Linked DNA regions of Gossypium raimondii: region 1 is linked to region 2. The links are chromatin contacts, called in public Hi-C maps. All regions are on one chromosome and are shown on one strand. The core of a region is the stretch at or near the end of the contact, and the rest is flanking DNA. Distances in the headings are between cores, read along the strand shown.

Region 1 (6,877 bases), core at 3,561-6,060, 190 kb before region 2:
ATATGATATATTTATGTATGATTTATGACTATGATATGTATGTGTTTGGGGGTGGGCTATGATATGATGGAGGAAGTGCTATATGATAGTTTATTCTGCAATTATGGTGGCTAGACTGCAAATCTATGTATGACAGCTCAACTGCAAATATATGAGTGGTACATTGCCACATATTGGTGTGATTAGACGGATGGACTCTTGTAGTTCTATATGGTGTGATTGGCTAGACGAAGATGATGTGTAGCGGATGGGGATAGGACATGATATGATTATGATAAGATATACTATGTTATTATTCGATATGAAATGATTCGTTAAGATATGATAATATATGATCTGTATAAAATTTGATATGATAAGACATAATATGATTTATGCTTGTACTGAGATTATGGGTCAAATCACACATTGGGCTTAAAGCTCACGATTTGTTTGCTTCATTTCAGGTAATCCTCCGACTTAGGAATGGACGGCGGCTCTGGAGCTCGGGTTTCTTGATTTTGGTTTAAGCACTATGGACTTTTTATTTGTTTATTATGGACATTTTGGACATTTTGGACTTTATTGGGTTTTTACTTTTTTTGTTTGTTTTTTGACATTTTAATTTTTGTTTAGTTCGTTAGTACTATTTTGGTATTTATTACGCAAAAGCTTTAATGGTTTAAGGATGTTTAACGTATGATAACTAAAAATGAATCGTGGTTTTATAAACGACATGCTATATGGTTTTTCGTTGCAAGACTAATTGGAATTCTCTAAAATGTTTTAGGACGTAAATGTTTCATGTAAATTGGCTTTGATTTTAGTAATACAATTAAGCTGTGATTTTGGAAAATTACTATGATTTTCAAAGAGTTATTCTATTTGAATTTTCTTTCCGATGGAATGGGTTTTCATCAAAACAAAACATTTGTTTCTTTTGCTTGCATGATGTAGTCTCCATGATCCGACCATAATGTCTAGGCCGAGTATGGGGTGGTACAATTTACATGACAAAATACATCCCAGATCAACAACAATCATATTTAAACCCAAGCTTCAAATTGTATTGTTACGACTATGATTTTGGGACTGAATTATAGGTTATGGATGAGAAAATCGCTCAAGCTCATCAAAAGGAGTTTCAAACTTTAGGCTTGTCAAAGAAAGATCTAAATCTCTTTTAGGGTGTGTTTAGATGATGGGCTTAGAGGAGTTTCATTTGTATCAAGGTTTTCAAAATTCTAAAAATAAATTTACTTGTTTAAATAAAATTATTTGTGTGGAATTTCAAGAGGGATTTCAATAGCTTAATTCCTTTTTCCAAATTGCACCTAAAGAGATGATTTTTCAAATTTCTTAATAATTTTGTTTTATTTAAACACATGGTCCTACTATAACCTAAAAATTTAAACTTCAAAAATTATTTTATTTAATTCTAATATATGATATTAATATTTTATTTTATAAAAATAGTTATGATTTTTACAAATATAATGATAACAATTATTTAAACCAAACAAAGCAATTACAATTGCTAGCTTTTTGAATTAATGAATTCTTTTTTTTTAACATATTCTTAAAAGGATTTTTTATTGTAAAAAATTATTATTCCATATGTCTTTTAAATAACGCCATGTTTGATTAAATAAATAGAGAATCTAGTCTAAGGAGCTTTAATTAGAGAATGGAAATTAATTTGCGTTTCCCCAAAAAGCATTCTTAACATGCATAGTGTTACATGCTAGCTTTGATGATCAATATGATAACTTTTCTTAATTCTTCCATTGTATAAACAATCATATCTTGAATATATAAAAGAATAAGTCAGTTTGAGATAATTACTGGGATATACATCTAATTGAAGCCAAAATAGAAACTTTTAAAGCATGATTCTATCTGAATATTATGTTTTGTTTGGAGAATAAATGAGTAGGTTCCATGGTTACTTTCTTAAGGTTGTATATGAATGAAACTTGAAAAATAATAAGAGTTGTCTGAAGATATGACAAGACTACAGCTTGCAACATATGTGAGGTAGAGGACATTGCTGTTTGATTATTTCTATTCCCTTTCCTGAAAACTATGCTTTTGGGAGTCTGCTTTTCTGTAAAAGAACCAGACATTCCTCCTATGATTTGGGTAACTTCTTCAGATAGCAGAAAGGGACAAGTCTGAATGCATGAGAAACAACCATATCAACCTTGGAATCAATCATAATACATTAAATCCTTCAACTCCACATTTATATCAACATCTCTTATTTTACCAAATTTACCAATTGAAAAAAAAAAAAGACCCTGGTGAAAAGCATAACAAGAAGCAAAAGTTACATACAGTTGCAATTTCCTTTTCCAACTCATTTTATGTATTATCAATTTACAGTACACCTGTAACCCACAAATCCTTAGTATCTCTTCAGCAAATTTCTGATATGAAGTGAGCCCCAAGTTTTTATTAATGTTTTCTTCTTCCTCCAGCCATTAAAATATTTTCCTATAACTTTTTTATAGGTAGGCCTTTGTTGCACCAAACCCCAGTAGTCTGCTATGTTTGGCCTGCAACTTATATACTCATCTTCCAAACCCAGAAGCACCAATCGAGCCAGCACGGGTACGAATGTCGCATCCGCCATCGTGAACTCATCCCCTACAATATATGTTGTGTCATTCAGCTTTCTTTCAACTTCATCAAGCAATTGGACCAAGCTTTCTGTGCTCCTTTTAACAAGATCAGCATTCTTCAGCTTCTCCTCGGTCTCGTATGCTTCTCTAAGCTTGCTGTGGTAAGCACTAGCAAGGTCTGGTGATTCGGCCATCCGAGCAATCACCACTTTCCTTATGAATTTAGAAACGTAGAGGCGGTGCTTGTCAGGAATGTGCAATAGGGTGAAGTACTTGGGGTTCCATTGTTGTATCTTTTGCATCCATTCAATTACTTCTTGGTTGCTAAAGGAATCATTACCAACTGAGACCACAGCAATTCTTTCAATGTACCTGCAATTATCTTTGCTAACTTTAGAATCTTCCCTTTAAGTAACAATGGTGGACTGACTGATTTCTGAAACATATTCGATCAGAATACTTCTTTTACATATGAAAAATGGGACACCTTTTCATCATAGAAATCTTAAAGGAGCAGATATGCTGTACTTTCCAATTACTTTTAAGGTTTAAAAGCAATTAGTAAGAGACATGACCTACATTACCTTGATTCGGGGTGAGTGTCAGATTCAGATATATGTCCAATAGGGACACAAGTTTTGGACACAAATATTTTACAAAAAAATGAAGAATCAGAGTAATATAGAACACCTTTGGTCCTCTTCAAGAACCCATTACCAAGTACCATAAAGACAATTCTAGTGGTTGTTGCAATGCAGATTTCGATTGTGAATGAAAGATAGAGAACATACAGGATAGTTTCAATAGTGTCGAAAATGATATGAGAACCGTTCTTGAAAACTGGGAGTTTGGCACTCGTATTCATCCTGAAGAAGGAAGAGTCCATGTTCTTGCCAAGAATAGGATTGACATGAAATGAGGTGTAATCAACGCCTTTCTCTTCCAAAGCAAGCCTCACCTTTTGGCTGTTCAATGAGCATGGATGATGATATAATTGCATGATTCAATTAACAATGTTTTGAAACATTAAAACACTGTTTTCACCAACTTTGAAACTCTTTATCACACCACAATCAAGAACAAGAATTGATGAGGTCTGCAAATCAAACAGTAACAAGAATGTCTGATCAGCAATTTCATCAAATTTAATAGAAAAGAACCTGAGAAAATCACAACAATTTAAAGCATTAATGATTCGATAAGACCAACAGTGGAATCCATGAACAGAAAAGAAAAGCAGCAATGGAAGGGCCACTCTGCATATATGTGTTAATTAGACTGAAAAAGAACAACAACAACAACAACAACAGTATGATCCTCAATTAGAACATTAAGGTTAAGTCATGTTGGTTAACCTTAAAAAATGCTAAGTTTATTCCCAGAATTCTTTAACAGAACAGTGAGCCACTGTCATGATTCCTATGAAGTACAGGGCAATTATAACTAGATTTCAGATTCAAAATCATGTATGTAAATGAATTTTCTTTGGAACTAAAGCAAGCTTATATAAAACTTAAGACCTAAAGAGACAACCTTAACACTTATGTAATGATTTTCCAAAACCTTATAACATCAATTCACCTCAAAATTGCAGAATCCTCAATCCAAAAAGAGAAATCATATGCATTGGAGGGCAAACTTTAAACAAACAAAAAAAAAAAACAACTCTAAAAACCCATTAAAGAAATAAACCAACAAGAAGACCATAATGTTTCATAAAAGCCAACAACAAAAATTCAATTCAATTCATGCAGACAATTAAATAAACTCCACAAATTGTTCAAAGCCAAGTGCGGGAAAGCAAAACTGTAGTTAACGAAAATTACAGTTCAGGAAGGGAAAATACATCATCATGGAAGTTACAAATTAAATTGAAGTATAAGTCTGGAAGCTTTTAAAACAACCAAAAAATCAAACAGAACATAACCAAGGAAACCTAACTGCTAAGATGTTGATACCAGTAGAAGTAAATCAGAATTTAAAAAAAAAAACCATGAAATTTAATGGGTTCAACTTAACAAACCAGAACAGTTTTCCCAGAAAAAAAACTTACCGAGATGAGAGTGGAAGCTTCAACAAGGGTCCTACAGTGTTTTTTTTTTTGGGTTGATGTGGGTTTATTATTATATACTGTATATTTAGAGAAATTGAAAAGGATCGAAAGATGAATAATTCATAGAAAGTGCGCTTTTACTTAAAAAGTTGTTTTTTTCTCTTTTATTGTGCATTATATAAGAATAAGGAGTTTCCAATTGGAAGGTGCAAAGCAAAAAGATAGGAACCCTGTTACACTGCCCCTCAAATTATGGGTGTTGAAACGATGGTTTTAATTAATCAATTAATATTTTTTAAATATATTAATTGAATTAAAATATTTCAATTAATTCAGTCGATTATTTGAATTAATCAAAATTTATATATTTATATATTTTTGTTTGAATAAGTATAGGTACATTTTCTTTTATTTAAAAGTTTAAAAGCTTTAAATGAGGTAAAAATAATAAATAAGACATTAAAACAACAAATATTTCGGTTAACAACCGAACACCACATAAGTTTTGAAAACAACAAATATTTCAATTAATTTTATTAATTAGCTAATTTCAAGCGAAATTAATCGATAATTAATTAACCAAATTAGATCGATTCGATTAGTTAATTTGAACACTCCTAGATCTAATACATGTAATTTCTTTTGTAAGTGCAAAATAGGAATGGTCCCAAAATCTAATTGGATTGGAGTATAAATTCTTTGCTATTTCATTTGTAATTAATGCACAAAATAGTTAATTTGATATGTCAAATCCGTTTGAATTTTATTAGATTTTCCTTTCAGAAATATTTTCAATATTAAATATAATATAAATAATTAAACACGAATTTGTTTCACAAGCTCTGTTAAGTAATGATTATTGTATTATTTAATGTTTTTATCATTTTATATTTTTATATTAAAATAGAAAACTATTATTGTATAATAGGATTTCAATATTTATAACTTTATTATTTAATCAAATCCTCATTTGTTATTTGTATTAATTCTTTTATAAATATTTTATTATATAATTATGATTTTCACCCATATCGTAAATGTACCATAATATAATATATTTATTAAAATTTATATAAAATAAAATAAAATTTGACTGAAATAGTAAAATTATATGTTTAAATACTATGATGATATGATGTAAAGTTCGAATCTATTTATATCTAAATTTTTATTAATTTTATATAAAAATATTAAAAATAAAAACACCCACACGACAATATAAGAAATTTTTAGTACATTTTCAATTTAATTAGAGCTTAATTGATGGGTGATACCAATTCAATCAAATACTTAAAATAATAAATAAATAATATAAATATTTTAATTTTATACTTTTATAATGAAATGACCAAAAATACATTTAAAAGTATAGAAAGCAAAAAAGGAGTAATTTGCTAAAAGGGAGCAAGTGAGGTTCATTTTCCCAAGGCAGCGCGTAGGCTAAGGATGATAAAAAGTGGAAACTGATCTGTTAAAGGCTGTCCTTAGAACTTGACAGTTAAGAAAATACAAAGCCACGCTGTTTAACGCTTACTAGAAATTGTAATTCAAAGAAAAAAATGTAACAAACTAGTCAAGTAATTATTCTAAAATTATTTTATTTCCATTTCATCACTTAATTATTTTTATCAAATATATAGTATTGTGGTTAGTAAGTATTCTTATTTTGTTCATTATTTTGTTAAAACCCAAATGAAAAATTGACTTTATAAGATGCCATGTATTAAAAATAAAAGTTGAAAAAATAAGTTTATGTTATAGAATAAAAGATAAAGAATAAAGAATAAAGAGAATGGGAGAGTAAAGAGAGAGCGTATTTTATTGATCAATCGGAATATTTACAAAGCTTCTCAAAAGTCTCTATTTATAGGCATAAAAGTATAAATGAAGTAGAGATCTATTTCTAATCACTATTAGAATTTAAAGTACATCAAAACTTATCTTAATCTTGATGGACATCCACTTAATAAGATATTCATAACACTCCCCTTTGGATATCTATTGGTAGATAATGTGTCTTGTTAAAACCTTACTAAGATAAAAACCCTGTGGGAAAAAAATTAGTGAAAGAAAAAAAATACACATATATATAATATGCTGCCTTATTAAAAACCTTACCAGGAAAACTTAATGGGACAAAATTTCGGTTAAGAGGAAGAGAGTACGGCGCGTATTTACTCCCCCTCATGAAAACATCACATACTTTCTCATATTCTACATG
Region 2 (6,327 bases), core at 2,558-5,057:
ACATGCGTAACTTCGATCTTACTGCTAAAGGTGGGTTAAAATTCCCAAAATTCCCTCATAGAAGACTAGAGCATGCAAGTTCATCAACAAATTTCGACAACTTAGAGGTTGGGATGAAGTTTTCCTCCAAAAACGCTTTAGTTGTTGTAGTGAAGCGGTATAACATAAAGCATGGGGTAAACTTCCATGTTACAAAATCCCAAAATACAGACTGTAATTGGTCAACGTGAAAACCTCTGAGACTATTCACACCATAGGTATTGTATATGACATATAGAGTCTAACTACATAGGCCAATACCATAAGAATGCAGAACGATGACATGTCATTAACATAGGTACATTGTATATAGTATTTTATATATTATTCTTTAACATATACATTGTTTGCATCCATGGATATAATATTTGTTGTCATCGACAGGGTACGAGCTCGTCTAACATTGATTTCATGAAATGTTAAAGAAATTGCAAGTTGTAAACCGACTCGGTGCGGAGTACCTCAATGGGATACCCAATGAGTAGTAGACGCAATTTTTTGATGGAGGACTACGATACAGAAACATGACAATGAACCTAGCAGAATGCATTAATTCCATATTAAAGAGGACACATCATTTGCTTGGTAACCTTGGTAGTCAAAGAAACGTATTTCTACTTAGCAACTTTATTTCCAAAGCGAGTTGAGAAATACGAGGGATAGATATAGAGCGTTCATGTTTGGTGTGAGACGGTGCTAAAAAATATTGGAGAGAATACATAAAGAGTGAACTTTATGCCTTCAGTGTGTCATTCACGTCCAAATCAAATATTTAGATTTACGGAGTTTTATAGATCCGAGGAATGAGTTATCGGAGGAGCGTACCATGTAGACTTGAGACAAAAGACCTACGACTATGAGAAATTTCAAGCACTTCGTTAGGTACGCCTAGGGTTCATATTTTTCTGGTGCTAACCCAATTTCAAGCCACAACCAAGTGGGCGTTGGGTACGCCTAGGGTTCCATCGAATAAGTTAGGGTGTTGTTTCCTCATCTTCTTTATATTCATCTTCACCTCGACCTCAATGTTGATCTCTATCTTCATCTCCTTCCTCCGTGGTTGAATGCGTTTGGGTTCTAAGAGCCCATCGTACATCCCCCATTGTATTAATAGGTGGTTGCGACGATGACCCACATCGGTAGAACAACGATGTTGGGGTTGTTTGTGACATTATTGATAGATAACTGTATCGTATCGCATAAGATAATTTTGGATAAAATATGGGAATTATCAGTTATATCAAATACATCGGTGTTGCTGGCAACAACAACATGTAATATGGTTCGGTGGGTGACAGTGGTGTTAAAAATAGACCTGAAGGTGTTGATGTAGTGAATGATGGTGTGTGTTGTGGTGCTTATGTAAAACAAAATTGGTTTAGCACCAGAAAAAATATGAACCATACTGATAAGGAGGTTGCACGCCCATTGGGTTCTTATGTGAAGCTAGAGCAAATGTTGCTCCCCCTGCGGCTTGTTTTCCCAGCCTAAGATTGCTGGGTACTTGTCTTCACCTCCTACGACAACGTTGCGTACTCCTTTCCCCATTCGGTAGTAGATATGACATGCCATTATGCCTGAACCATATGTAATCCAGAGATGTCGCCAACTTAGATGTGAGAAATGGTTCACGCCTTGGCAAGTAATTGTACTTTCACTACTACATCTCGATATACTTATTGTGGAATCTTGACTGATCTTCCTCGAGTCTCCCCCACAAGTTGATCTTGTGTAGGTCATTGAAATCCTGGGGTGGCGGTAGAATACGTTGTGTACACCCAAACTGCCGCATCACTTCGTCGAATTCGTGCATCTCAACCATTGCAAAAATGATCAAAGACACTTTGACGTGCTAGATGTTGCGATTGGCCAAAAAAGTCGATTGGGATGCATTCTTGAATTCTTGGATCGGCATGTGACATCCATTCAAACTGTAGTATGAATTTATAAATTTTAGCATGTGCCTAATATTTAAATTCAAATGCTAAAGTAAATCTTATATAACTTTAAATTTCATAAACTAACCTCCTATTCTGATTTTTTTATCTAAAGTTAATCGAATATCCTCGAGCTTAGTCAGTATACCTGTGTTTCTTGCGCGATTGTTCCACTTATTCAAATAACATGTTATTTTAAAATTACAACACTGAAAAAAATTAGGATAATGATATGATCAAATGAATTTCACCATATTACGAGTGGGGATTCATAAGGGGGTCCACTTGGGGCTGTAAAAATGGTAGCCGATACCATGCCCATGATTGAAGGAGCATGCAACCGACAGTTTCAACTTTTTCTGGTTTTGTGGCCTAGTACATCTTTCGGTACAATGTCGCTAACACTATTGATCCGCAATTGAGTCATCTTGCTTCTTTCAAGTCGACTAATAATAGTAGCCACCTTAAATGTACCAAATTTTAAAATTTATCTAGAATAAGCAAACCCCCAATCAACCTCAAAATGGATGTTCGAGCGAATTGTTCTTGTTCAATGCCACTCAAGGAGGCGTCAATATGTTTGAAGTTCTCCTCCAAACATCCCATATCGATCTGGCAACCTTTAAACTTGTTTGACACTTTCCTTAGTAGTTGCTCGCATGTTGCGCTCTAATTGGCACTCACCACTGCCTTTGTAACGACTTCCCCATCTACCAGTAGATCGAGTTGTAAACCAACATCCTCGAGTGTAATTGTACACTCATTGCGAGGAAGATGGAATGTGTGTCTCTCGGGCCTCTATTTTTCCACCGAAGCACTTATAAGTGGGGGATCCAATTTAGTCCCCCCGAGCATGTGAGCCACGTACAAGAATCTCGAATCTTGCAAATGTCCATGAATGACAGCCGGTGCACTCACACATAAATTGTGTATGTATGTCTCCAAAATTTAATTTTTGGCTTGAGTATATAAACATAAAAAATTATAATATTAATAATATTAACAACATAATAATTAACTAATTAAAATTAAATAAATTAATAATATTTTCTTACCATTTGTAACTGGATGTCGGAGATGTGCTTGTTATCCAAACAAATAAGTTGATTTACCATTTTACAAATTAAAAGGAATAAAATAAAATCGAAGAGAATAGGATTGAGAGAAAGATTTAAAATGAAATTATTAAGAGAATATATTTGAATGGAAAAGAATGAAGTTTAGAGGAATTTATATAGAAAAAAGAATATGACTGTTGGGGGATGTAACCGTTGAAATTAGGATTGTTGGGAGGAATGTTATCGCTACCTAAAAACGTACCCTATAAGACATATTTTCACTTTCTCTCTTAGAAAACGGTCTATTCCCATAAATAAATAACAACGACCTAAATTCATAAATTTCGGTATATATATAAATTAGTGGGGAGTTATGTTTACTGTCAAATATGAGAAGAGGGGAAGCATGGGTAGCAAATAGCGATGCAGCCGTGCTATCAACTTCAAACTCATAGTTGAATTTTACATTTTACCCCAAGTACTAAGAAAGAGAGAAAATAACAAAATTGGGTGCGTTTGTGTTCTTTTTCCACAGCATGATGCAAAAGCTTTGGTCTGTAGCATTTTAGTAGCGCCCATGCCCATTTAATGAAATTTATTATTATTTAAAACCTAAGAATCTATATTTTACAGGGGCAGCACTTTTATTATTATTATTATTAATTCCTACAATTTGCTTTTGAGAAAAAAACCCCCCCATTAAATAAACAATTAAAGAAATAAATTGTTTAATAATTTTTCAACTTGTGTTTATAAAAAACAAGTCGTCTCTTCCTCCCTTTCTCTATCTAGTGTGGTTGGAGAACTTGAAAAGCAAACTACTGACGGTTAAGCCTAAAAAAACGCTCTCAAACACTGCTTCTGCCTCTCCTCTACCTTCCTTCACAACCTAACTCTTCCATTTATAAACTCTTAACATGATCCTCAACTTTGGTCAAGAACACCTGCTCTGAAACATACTCTGTTTTGACACAGAAATGAAAATGGTACAGAATGGTTTTGTTGGAGACAAAGAGACGGTTGCTTCTGCTGCTGGTGATGGTGGTGGTGGAGGGACGGTGGTTGTTGGAGTAAAGCTTGATTCACCAAGCAGAGAGCTTTTAACGTGGGCTTTGGTTAAGGTGGCTCAGCCTGGTGACTGTGTCATTGCTCTTCATGTTCTTGGTAACAATGGTCAGTAGATTTTTTTTTCCTGTTTCAGGGTTTAAATTTTCTTTTCTTTTGAAAATATTTCTGGGGCTTGATTTTTTGTCTGGTTTATTGAAGTGGGATTTGGATTTTGTGTGTGTGTAGAAATCGTGGATCGAGATGGAAAATCTTCACTTCTGTCGCTTGTCAAAGCGTTTGACTCTGTTCTTGCTGTTTATGAAGGATTCTGTAATTTGAAACAGGTTCGGTTTCATGATCTACTTTTTCTTTCTTTCTTTTTTTAAAATTTTTTTATAACAATTTACCTTCTTTTTTCCCTATGATAAATTTGTTAACCTCATTTTTCTTTCCTGTTTGGTCAATTGGAAAATGAAGGAAAATCAGAAATGGGAAAGTTGGTCTTTCCCTGCATGCTCAATTTAGCTATAGTTACACTTAGGATTGAAATAGCGGCCGCTATTTAGCAATAGCGCCACCACCAGCCACGGCGGCCGTGAATATAGATCACGTCCCGTATTGTGGTTCTAACAAATAAAAACAAGAGCACCCTAGGATCCTAGAATAATAAAGAAAATGGAGGTCAGGTGAAGGATTTCTAACATCGTTGATGAATAACTGATTCTCAAGATCTAAAAGAGAGGGAAAAGTTTGGTCGGTGAAGATGGGGAAAGTTCATAAATGAGTTAAAATATAGGGTGTTTATTAAAATAAGAACGCAACAGGCACAGTTCTGGGGAGAAAAAATGGGAAGGGATTAACATTTTAGTTAATGCATATTTATATTTACAATAATAAAAAAATATATTTTTTTAGGTTTTTAAAAAAATCATTATATTTTATATTTATCTTAATAACCTGTATATTGATACCTGATTTTAAATTTTAAATACAAATATGAATAAATATCATTATAAAAATATTAAATAAGACCATAAAATACCTCAAAAATCAAGAAAACAAAGAGTTTTTATAATCATGTTAGTGATTATTAAATTTAAAATAAATAAAAAAATTCACCAACACTACAGCAATGACCGAAAATGTGAGCGCTACCGCCGCCACCTGCCACCGCTATCGGAAAGAAAACGATTGTGAATATAAATCACAACAATTGATAGCGGCAATAACGTCCCACTATTTCCATTTTTAAGCTTTCATAACGTTAAAGGTGAAGATAGACAGCAGGCCGGTGCTAGAGAAAGAGAGAAGCAGGAAGAAGATAGTAAAAGTCAAAAAGAGATGAATTAAAAAATAAAAGAAATTCACGATTAGACTTGCAACCTGATTAGACTGCTAACAACAATTGATTAAGCATTTCACGTATCAAATTTAAGGCTTAGAAAAAAGATATAAATCGGTTTTGGGTAATTATGTTGCAGGTGGATCTCAAACTTAAGATATGCAGAGGTTCTTCAATTCGCAAAATTTTAGTGAGAGAAGCAAAATCTTATTCTGCAACTAAGCTTATAGTTGGAACCGCCGCCAAACTCCATAAAATCCGGTCATCGACATCGGTAGCCAAGTACTGTGCTAAGAAACTATCCAACAACTGTTCTGTTCTTGCTGTTAATAATGGGAAAGTGGTGTTCCACAGGGAGGGTTCTCCAGGGACCACTTTTGGGGCAAAAGGTAAAGATTTTGTTTTGGTTGGTCATCCAGTTCTTGGATGTCATGTAAGATTTTCGTGTATTTTAAGGAATTTCTTCTTTGTTCCTCCAGGAAATGAAGATCATAAACGAAATAGCTTGCTTAATGCGCTTCACCGAACCATAACATTGAACAAGAATTCCAAAGTACTAAGTGAAGGGATTGCCAATGCCGAGGCCAATCTGGTTTCCTATGAGACCAAGGACAAGAGATTCGAGCAGGCCTTAATCAAAGCCGGTTCGGGCAACTTTGAGAGTGATGGAAAGGAAAATTGCTCGGTTTGTGGATCTGGAAATAAGTTATTGCTGCATGATTCTTGTCACCAATCTGCAAACTGCGGTGATGATGATAATGATAGAGAGAAATCCTTGGCTATAGTGCCTGTTAAAAGAACTGAGGCTGCATCTGGTTCGATTTCTATGTTGATCAAACAGTTGCCTGAAATTAGACCTGGTTGGCCTTTACTTCGCCGTGCGGTTTTATCGGATAGACGACAT

Evidence for each region. Hi-C and Micro-C count contacts between places; a contact is called where the count stands out from the background.
Region 1: a Hi-C map of leaf shows a contact between it and region 2, with 2.2 times the contacts expected there. The contact joins the promoter of LOC105783996 here to the promoter of LOC105783032 in region 2. A contact is called at or near these places in 2 of 2 Hi-C or Micro-C datasets (both in leaf).

Annotation. Positions count from the first base shown.
Region 1 is chr2:17,176,535-17,183,411 of ASM2569854v1, reverse strand. LOC105783996 (glutathione S-transferase TCHQD) reads right to left here and starts at 4,810. Exons shown (of 3, transcript XM_012609731.2): 1 at 4,657-4,810; 2 at 3,395-3,699; 3 at 2,178-2,975. The coding sequence starts at 3,603. The coding sequence ends at 2,387.
Region 2 is chr2:16,982,447-16,988,773 of ASM2569854v1, reverse strand. LOC105783032 (protein kinase STUNTED) reads left to right here and starts at 3,807. Exons shown (of 10, transcript XM_012608200.2): 1 at 3,807-4,207; 2 at 4,328-4,425; 3 at 5,563-5,812; 4 at 5,903-6,327. The coding sequence starts at 4,012.